Regions from separate parts of the Mus musculus genome. Here region 1 is linked to region 2. Evidence: chromatin contacts called from public Hi-C data. All regions are on one chromosome and are shown on one strand. Each heading gives the region's core, a stretch centred on a gene start, on an enhancer-like site or on the middle of the called end of the contact. The rest is flanking DNA. Distances are from core to core; before and after follow the strand shown. Region 1 holds the start of Ccng1 (cyclin G1). Region 2 holds the start of Rars (arginyl-tRNA synthetase).

Region 1 (5,236 bases), core at 1,836-4,335, 4.9 Mb after region 2:
CAATCTTCTCCATTCTCATCAGGTCTGAAACCGTGAACCTATACTGACTTATTCGGATCAAATCAGTCGCCAGTGGGACATTCCTTTCCTCTTCAGTCGCTTTCACAGCCAAATAAAAGCAGCTCAGTCCAACACACCCAAGATGCTTCGCCTGTACCTACAAACACACCAGTGTCTTTACAGTGCTTCAGTAGGACACAGAGGGAACCTAGGACGACTCAGACCGTCATTATGAAAAGTATATCAAGACAAATCGCTACAACAGATTTGACAGGAGCCTGACAGTCTTCTGTACCCTACTTGAAACCAGTGGCTTTGGGTGGATAGGGAAGATAGTTGCTGTCTTAAGAGTTAAGCTTTGAAAGCCATATGAATATTTTGTCAGTTACTGGGAAATAACTCCGTAAACCCTTCCTTTTCTATTGCATGCAACCTGGAGCTGGAAATGCCAGATGGCTAAGGGAATTAGAATTTTTATATATGGGTAGTAATTAAGAAATACACCCTAATTCCTAATCCACAACCTAACATTCAGACTTTAACGGAGATTTAACTTTAAATCTATGATGTGAATAGATGAGTGGAAATATCCAGTCTATCAAGAAAGGTTTTGATTGGGGCTAGTGTGGTGGCTCAGTGGGAAAGGCGGCTGATGACCTGGGTTCAATCCCCAGGATCCGTATTCCTGCAGTGGTCCTCATCTCTACATAATATTGCAGCATGGGTGTGTCCATATGCACACAAACACACACAAACATACAAATATATGTAAGACAGTTTTTAAGAAATTTCTATGTTTTTGTTTTTTGTTTTTTGTTTTAATTTTTATCTTTTGAAATGGTCTCACTGTGTATCCTTGACTGTCCTGGAAGTCACTATGTCTACCTGGCTGGCCTCGAACTCACAGAAACCTGCCTGTCTTTGCCATCCGAGTGCTAGGATTAAAGGCATTTCACCAGGCCCTTAATTTTATTTTGATTATTCCTCTGTGTAAGGGAGAGTTAGCTAGGAGGGCGTGTGTCTGCCCTAGTGTATGTGTGAAGGTCAGAGGACAGATTTGGGGACTTGGTTCATTCTCTTCACTTAAGTGTTCCAGGGACAGCACTCAGACTTGACTCTCTGAGGCCTGTGTAACAAGTACTCTCTGTGTTCAGCTACTTTGCTGGCTCAAGACAGTTTGTTACATAGAGCCAGCTTTCCCGCTACTGGAGTACTACAATTAATGGCTTGATGTTAAATTACTTTCTACTTCAGTATACAACTAATAAGTGATGTTTTACAAGTCTTCATTATGGAAAGGAAGCATTGCCACATTTGAAAGTGGTTTTTGTATACCAGCCCTAATCCAGAAATTTGATGGCTTTTTTTCCTTTTTATTAATTTGATGTGTGTGTGAGTGTGTTTGGTACATTTGTGCATGTGCCAGAGGAGGCTAGAAGAGGGCCTCAGATTTCAACTGCCCACCTAGCTGTTGGAACTTAATTTAGATTTTCTGGAAGACCAACATGCACTCCTAGCTACTGAGCCATTTCTCCAGCCCTCTGCAATTTGATCTCTTAAACACATGGAGCGAAATTAAGAGCTGAGATATTGTAACATAAACATACCTTCATTTTAGACAAGAATCTGTCCAGTAAATTCACAGCTAGGGAAAATGTCTCCGTGTCAAAGCCAAAGAACTGAGTTAGACTAAGTAGATCTTTTACTTCAAAGTCCCGTAATCTTGCAGTCATTCTGAGGCCATTATCATGGGCCGACTCAATTAGTTTCAAGCCGCAGACCTTTGGCTGACATCTAGACTCCTGTTCCAACAGGGTGTTCAGCTGGTGTAGCAGTTTCTGAGAGTCAGTTGTCAGTACTTCTATCATCTATAAATAGAACAAACCCAGAAAAGAGCATAAGAACCCTGCCTGGCTATCTCTGCATTGTGGCAAAAAGTGCTTTATAGTGCATGCCCCCTCCACCCCCCACCCCATTTCCATTACGTCTAAGACGAAGACACTGCAAAGCCAAGGTCTGTAAGTATTTTTACCTTCTCCCAGTAGGTCACATTCCTAAATTGTGAGTTTGTATAGGACATAAACTATGGCTTAAAAATTTTTTTTCTCTACTTAAGCAAAGACTTCTTCATTGTCAGTACATGCCACAAATAGATACTGCCCCACATGATACACCCAAACTAAAAGTCAAATGATAGTACATACTCTGCCATATATGTTAACAACGTGAACCTTAGTTCCTTACCTATGAAGTAGAAATACGATTATTACCTACAATCTCATAGCTCATAGATTGGGTAGCTTAAAAGGAGTCACACAAACCGCTTAGCACACAGGTGCCCATTTATTTCCAGGTAATGAGCTTATTTTTACACCTGTGAAATGAGGGTGACAACATCTGTTTCTTGGAGTGGCTGTGAATAACACACGATATGACTCAGTGTGGCACGGTGCTTAGCACTCAGTGCTCCGAATAGTCTAACGCCATTTAAAAACCAAAAGAAAAAGTTAGGTGAAGCTGGGGAGTTGCATTGGTGGAAGTATGCATTACACTTCCTCTGAGTCCTGGGCACAACCTAAGCCCTGGATACAGAGGACGATTCTTCCCTGGGCAGTTTAAAGATGTGACAGGAAGGTCGTCTTGGTGAGGAACCACTAACTCAGTTCAGGGGTGCAGGTTGGGACTGGGAGGCATGACATAGGAATACCGCTCCCGCTGCGCCTCTCTCTAGGCGCAGACTAGCCCGGGCTTGCGTTCCGGAGTGCAGGGTTCTGAGATCCACCCCATAGTCCCCTCTCACCTTGACAGCCACGTCTTCACCACGGTGACCACCCACCCCGGGCCTGCTCTCAGCTCGCCCCACGTCCCCGATCCGACAGGCCTACTAAGGGGACGGACTAGGGAGTGGGGGTCAAGTGAGCAGAGGCCCGGGGAGGGGCCGGCGTCCCGGTGGAGGGTCCCTCAGCGCCCTGACCAAGTACTGCCTTCCTCGGGGTCAGCGCGCAGCGAAGGACTGCGCCGGGCAGTGGGGGAACAAGCTGGAGACCTGGCTCTCTAGCTGGGACGCATCTACGTCGCTGATTGGTGTGGTTCTTTTGATGGATGGTCTCTGAGGAAGCTCGGCCAATCAGCGCACACTTCCCGTTGTCCAGACTTCAATTCTCCTCCCCTTTCGAGCCACGCCCGACTCTCGCAGCCTCTCTCATTGGAGCATTTCCGAACTGTCCTTCCTTAAGCTGCGGAACTGAGTGTTCAGTGCCAAGGCTTGCCCGGGCAGGTCTGGCCTCTATTAGCCAGATTGGTCTGGGTAGCGGACCAGAATGTACTGTGAGGGTTTTTGTTTTGCATTGTTTTGGTTTTTGCTTTTTTCCTTTTGTTGTTGTTCACTGCAGCTCAGTCCCCTCTTTCTAAAAACACAATGGCAAGTTAAAAAAAAAAAATGCTTTCGTTCTCTTTACAGATAATGAGATGGTAGGCTTCTCTATAGTGTTCTCTATAGGCTTCTCTAGAGTGTTCTCTCTGAGTTTTAGGAATCAGTTCATCGTTATCTTATTTTGTTTCTTGCAAAACTTCTCAGATGTTACAATGATGTCAGAGTATGTAGTTTCTTGGTCCTCTGCTAATTTTCTGAATTTGTTCTTGTAGCACCCTCATACTATCATCAGTGACTTAAAATGCCATATGTCTGGCAGAAAACAGCAAAGAACAGTGCCTGGAAAACCCCATCTGCAGTGAGCCGAATCTCAGGCTTCAGAATAGGGTGTGAAGGAACATTATTCTTACAAAATTAATCTCTATAAGCCTCTTCTCTACCAGGTTAACGGAAAAATAATTATCCTGAACTCTTGCTGGACTCCTTTCGGGGGTAGCGGGGAAGGGCATGTCCTCAGGAGCAATGCACAGAGAGTAGGTTCTCAGCTCGCATGGCTGCAGTGGGGGTGAGGGTGAGGAGTTGGGGTGGTGACGGTGGTGTTCAGGATTTTGTCCATTCCAGTACATCTCATGAAAATAAGAAAGAGCCAAGCCGGCTGGCCGTCCATAACGGTCATTAACTAGATACAAGTGATGTTTTATTTGAGACAGGGTCTTTATGTAGTCCAAGCTGTCCTGGAACTCCTTAGCTATGTAAACTAGGCTGGTCTTGAACTTAGAGATCCACCTGCCTCTGACTCTCCTAGTGCTGGGATTAAAAACATGCACCATCATGCCTGGCCTTTTCTCTTTAATTAAAAAAAAAGTTTTAGATTTTAAAATTATATCTGGGGGTGTTGGTGAAGTGGGGAATGTATGGCACAGGAATGTGGCTACCCTCAGAGACCAGAGATGTTGGATCTGGCATTTCAGGCAGTTAGCTGTGAGTTGACCAAGGAACAGTATTCATTTGGATCCCTGGTTCTGTAAATCTACAAAACCAGTAATTTATAAGTGCTCTGTGGTGGTGTGAATAAAAATAGCCCCCATAAGTTCATAGAGAGTGGCACTATTAGAAGGTGTGGCTTTGTCGGAGAAAGTGCTTCAGTAGCAATTGGCTTTGAGATCTCTGAAGCTCAAAATCAGACCTACTGGCTCATTTGCTCTTCCTGCTGCCTGTGAATCCAGAGGCAGAGCTCTCAGCTCCTTCTCCAGAACCATGTCTGCCTGCCACGCTTCCTGCCATGACAATAATGGACTAAACCTCTGAAACTGTAAGCCAGCCCCAGTGAAATGTTTTCCTTTATAACAGCTGCTGTGATGATTGTGTCTGTTCACAGCAATAAAATCCCAACTTAAGACATGCTCTAGTGAGCCATCTCTCTCCTCCCATTTTTTTTTTTTTTTCAATTTGGGTTTCTATCTTGGCTGCTCAAAAATAGGCAGGAGAAATGTCTTAATCCTATATAAGTGGGAAGATTAAGTGCTGGGAAGCATGTGGTAAATGGTAGCCTTTTATGATTAACTGTGTTCTTAAGTGCTTTATGTAAATAGTTGGTTCTGTTTATTCTTTTATCGGTTTTCTTAACTTTGAAGGAAGCTTAAAGAGTGTTAATGCTAATAAGAATTTTCAAATGACTTTTGTTACCTTCTACGTCTTATGTTTAAAATTCCTGTTGAGAATTTGTTGGCAGTACATTATGTGTTAAAAAATATTTTCTCTTAGGATCCTGTGTTTTCTTTTTTAATTCTCAATTCTTTATATGAAAATTATTTTACTGACACGTTTAAGAAACAAATATAATAGGCAGTCTTTGCTTATTTC
Region 2 (4,725 bases), core at 45-2,544:
TTGGAGAAGCTTCCAAGCAGCCACAGTTCTTCAGCCGGTCGATCTCAGCAGTCAGAGCCTTAATCTCCCTTTCCTGTAAGGGAAAGGCAACTTTTCCAGGTCAAACAAATGCTTCCCGGATAATGGCAAACCTTACCACAGACTTCCTCATTTCGCTCTCCACAACATGTGGGGTAGAAAAATGAGAATGGACTTTGCAATGATTTTACTGACGTCAGCAATCATCCTTTATGAGATGGAACTGAGTTCACATGTGTGTGCTGGGGATGAGGGACTGCGGGGCAGAGAATATAACTCAGCCAAGTGTGCATGGCAGTACACATCTCCAGTCCTAGCAGTTGAGAGGCTGTGAGTTGAAAGTCCAGGGCCAGAGTCAAACACGGAAGTCTCTTCTTTAGCTAGGTGCATCCTGATTTAGTCAGAGTACAAGTTTCTGGCTTTACTACCTGTGTTGCTAAATCTAATGACTTGGGACTAAAAAAAACCAAACCAAATCAAAAACGACAAAACAAACCAACAAACATCAGTAGGAGTTGGGGACTTGCACCCCTCAGTGCTGCTTGCCACACATAGGCCTTGGCTCTGGGTTAGATCCCGAGACAAAAAGGAGTCAATCCATCTTTTGTCATATTCGAAATCACTCAAGTGTCCGTCTTTGCCTTTTCTGGGTCTACGTAAACTTCATATATATATGGTTTTTTTTTTCCCCATCTCTCCAAGATCTGCTACTATTCACTGGACTCAGCAGTAAAGAGCTTGTCCATTTATTTTGCACCTCGGGGATGATTTGCATAAAAGCAGTTATTGTCCAGGGAAGACTTAGACAAACTGAGTTCCTAACGCTAGTGTCTAGGCCCGAAAAAGAAAAGGGGCTGGTCTTACTTTCGTTTTTCAAAATTGTGACACTGTTCCAGACCAACACTGGCGGCTTCTTGGGAAGTTTCCGGCTGGGTCTCAGGGCACACCTGTCCTGCTCTAACCTGGCCTGGGCGACCAGCAGAGTGAGCCTCGCTCGCTGTCCACCCTCTCTTCTCTGAGTGACAGTCGCACGACCCGGCCAAGAGGAAAGGGCCAGCGGAGCAGCAAGGCTTCGCAAGCCCCGAGGTCCCGGACTGGGGTCGCCGCGGCCGCCTGTGGAAGCCACTGCGGACTCTGCCCCGCCGCCGCCCGCTCCAGAGCCCTCCGCCCCGCCCAGGGACAAACCTGCTGCAGCAACCGCGCGGAGCACTGAGCCACCAGACCGTCCATCCTCTCGTCAGCGACTCACATGCCAAGCGGCCGGAAGCGGAAGTGTCTAGTTTGGGCCGGAAACGGAAATTCCTACCCGGGTAAGTCACTGTTTTTGGTTTTTCAGGGCGCGCCCTCTGCTGCCCCCTAACGGGATCCAGGAGACACTGCGAGAGAGGCGGGGAGCAGGCCAAAGCAACCTACCCTCTGCTTGGAGGCATGGCGCGGGCATGGGCACAGAACCCATCCCTCTTTTGTTTTGATTTTTTGTGTTTTTTGTTTTTGTTTTTTTCGAGACAGGGTTTCTAGCCCTGGCTGTCCTGGAACTCCCTCTGTAGACCAGGCTGACCTCGAACTCAGAAATCCACCTACCTCTGCCTCCCAAGTGCTGGGATTAAAGGCATGCGCCACCACTGCCTGCAACTCATCCCTCTGTTAAACAGGCATTTTTGTTGTTGTTCACATTAAGGTGCTAGATACTCTCTCCAGGATGTGAAGATGTTTAGAATGTATGATAAAAAAAGGTCCTTAAACTAATGGAGACTGCCTGAAAGGGGAAAGAGAAAACAATGGCTTTCCTTTTCATTGTATGTGTAGTGCGCGCGTGCACGCGCACATGTGCATGTGTAGACTTTTTGTATTCCACTCTGACCTTTGACTCTCCATCCTCCTGCCTCAGCCTCCTTACCAGGCAAACAATGTTTTAATTACCAAGAAAGGAAGGTGGTACAATGACTTGAGCCAGGCAGCCTCTTGGAGCATCTCTCAGGCTCTTCTGTTCGTTTGAAAGATGTAGCCCAGGGTAGTCTTGCATTTAGCTGAGCTTCTGATCTTTTGTCTTGAACTTCTGATCTTTTTCTTTCCACCTTCCAAGGGTCGTGGTAACGTGGTTTTACCACCAAGATGGATTTAGTTCACGTTAAAATTTACTTATCTTCATCCTAAACAATAATATCTATGAATCCATGGGCTGAGTGTGTGGGCTAAAGATGCTACATATTAAATAAATATAGGACTTGAGAGGTGGCTCAGTGGTTGAGAGCACTGGCTGTTTTTTTTTCCCCCAGAGGTCCTAGTTTGATCCCAGTATTCACATGGCAGCTCACACTCACCTATGAACATGTAGTTCCCTGGGATTTGATGCTCTCTCCTGGTGTGCAAGCATACATGCAGACAAAACACCCATATACATAAAATAGATAAACTTTCAAAAACAATCAACATATTATTATAGATAATAAAGAATGCAGCCATATCTACCTGTGTTTTCTTTTTGCTAGGTAGAGCGGGCTGGCCTAAAACTCAAGCATTTCCTGTGTTCTGGGATTACATCTGCTGCCTCTCCGGGCCTATAGTTTTCTATATTGTCACCAGTGGTACCTATACCCACTTTGAGAAAATGCTGCATTAAGGCACTTGGCTATCACCACAGCACATAAAAAAATGTTAAAAACACACACACACACACACACACAACACTGTGATTGCTGTGAATTCATTCCAGCCTGAGTTAGTGAGTTTTAGGACTGTAGAGTAAGGACCTGTCTCCAGGTAAGCAAGCAAACAAGCAAAAAAAAAAAAAAAAAAAAAAAAAAAAAAGGAAGAAGGAAGGAAAAAAAAGAGGTCACAAGCCACTGAGAAACGCCTATGTTCCCATTGCTACACAGCCGGATTGGAAGGACTTCGACTTTCCTTCAGTCAGTCAGTAATTGTCATGTGTTAGGGAATACTGTGTCAGGAGCTGAAATGGTGAACAGGTGTGTCTGGTGCGTGAGATATGAAACCTAGGGAATCAGATACATATGGTTGGCCAGAAGTACATAACGTCAAGCCTGCTATTTCCAATTAGCTTCATTTACCCACTATCCTATAGTTGGCAGAAATTGATGGCTATCCTTACCATATTCCCATTAATACATTCAGTTAGCAACGTGCTCTGGGGATAGCTGTACTCATGGTATGGGTCAAAGATATGGAAATGAGTTATTCCAGAAGCATCTAGAATATAACAAGTAGAATATAGACTTCACTACTGTGGCTTAACATTGCGACTTAACTTATAACAGTAGAGAGTGACTCTCAGCACCGTGGATCTACAGCAGCGGATGCTGGATCTCAGTAATTCGGTCTACAATAGCAAACACTGGATAAACAATGCAGGGCTTTAGTTTCCAAAGTCTTGTCTTTAATTCTTTTCTTCCAGTGCTGGGATTAAGCCCAGGGCTTTGTGTTTGCTAAGCCACACTACTATTCTATTGAGCCACATCCCCAACCCCAAAACTTGGTCTCTTTCCTTTTGTTTCTTTCCTCTTCCTCCTCCTCTTTCTCCCCTCTCCTCGACCCGCCCCCCCAAGGTTTCACTAAGCTAGCCCTGGATATCCTAAAACTTGCCATGTAGAACAGGCTGGGCCTGAATAGTACAGGGATTAAAAGCACATATCAGAATGCCTAGCTGAGAAAGACCCTTTCTTTATAAACAAAACAAGACCTGCGGTTAAGAGCCCTTGCTACTCTTCCAGATGACTAGAGTTTCTGGCACTCATGTGAAATATAGGTGGCCCATGACCCCTCTATAACTCTAATTCCAGGGGACAAAACTCTGCTGGCCTTCATGGGCATCTTTGGATATACATATAAATAAAAGGAATCTTTAAAAACAAACAAGGCCATCTTAGACTACAGTATAAGTTTGAGACCAAGCTGATGTCAATATGCAACCAAATAAAATAAAATAAAATTCACATTGAGGTGGAGAGGTGACTCAGAGGTTAAGAGCACTGATTTCTGTGCCAGAAGCCCCGGGTTCAAATCCCAGCACCCACATGTTAGCTAACAACTGTCTGTAACTCAGTTCCAAGAGGACCCAATGACCTCTTCTGGTCTCTATAGGCATTGCACCCACATGCAGGGGTGCACACATCTGTGCAGGCAAAATACCCATACACATAAAATAGAAGTGAACATAATTCTATCCATCCATATTCATCCACCCATCTTTAAAAAAGCACACAAAAAAAGTCATGCTGATAATCCTAGAAAGGCTATGGCAAGACAATTGTTTTGAGTTTGAGGCCAGCCTGAACTACACAGTGTGACCCTATCTCAGAATAACAAGACCACAAGATCATAATCGTACCTTCTGTATAGGATATTGTAAAGATAACCCAGCTAAAAATAAACTTTTAGTGATTAGAGCTGTGGTGAGGGGAAAGATGTGATTCTATGGCTCTTGTGTAGCCTTTGCACTTGGTATGCTTAGGTACCTCCTTTTAAAATAATAAAACTAGGCTTAAACTTTGTTTTAGTTTGAATTATGTGTACTTGTGTGTGTCAGGCTATGTGCATAGGAGCATGAGTGTATGTTATGGCTGGTTGTGAGCTGACTGACGTGGGTGCTGGGCACCAGTCATCAGTTCTCTGGAAGAGCAGTAGCATTCTTAACTGCTGACACATCTCTCAATGTCCCATTAGTCATTTATTTATGTGCATTGTGGGTGC

What was found. Hi-C and Micro-C count contacts between places; a contact is called where the count stands out from the background.
Region 1: a Hi-C map of B cells shows a contact between it and region 2, with 10 read pairs. The contact joins the promoter of Ccng1 here to the promoter of Rars in region 2. A contact is called at or near these places in 2 of 39 promoter capture datasets (hematopoietic stem and progenitor cells and pre-B cells) and 2 of 484 Hi-C or Micro-C datasets (B cells and regulatory T cells).

What each region holds. Positions count from the first base shown.
Region 1 is chr11:40,752,201-40,757,436 of GRCm38.p6, forward strand. Ccng1 (cyclin G1) reads right to left here and starts at 3,086. Exons shown (of 6, transcript NM_009831.2): 1 at 2,801-3,086; 2 at 1,608-1,868; 3 at 1-157. The coding sequence starts at 1,868.
Region 2 is chr11:35,833,234-35,837,958 of GRCm38.p6, forward strand. It overlaps Rars (arginyl-tRNA synthetase), which reads right to left and starts at 1,295. Exons shown (of 15, transcript NM_025936.3): 1 at 1,204-1,295; 2 at 1-73. The coding sequence starts at 1,248.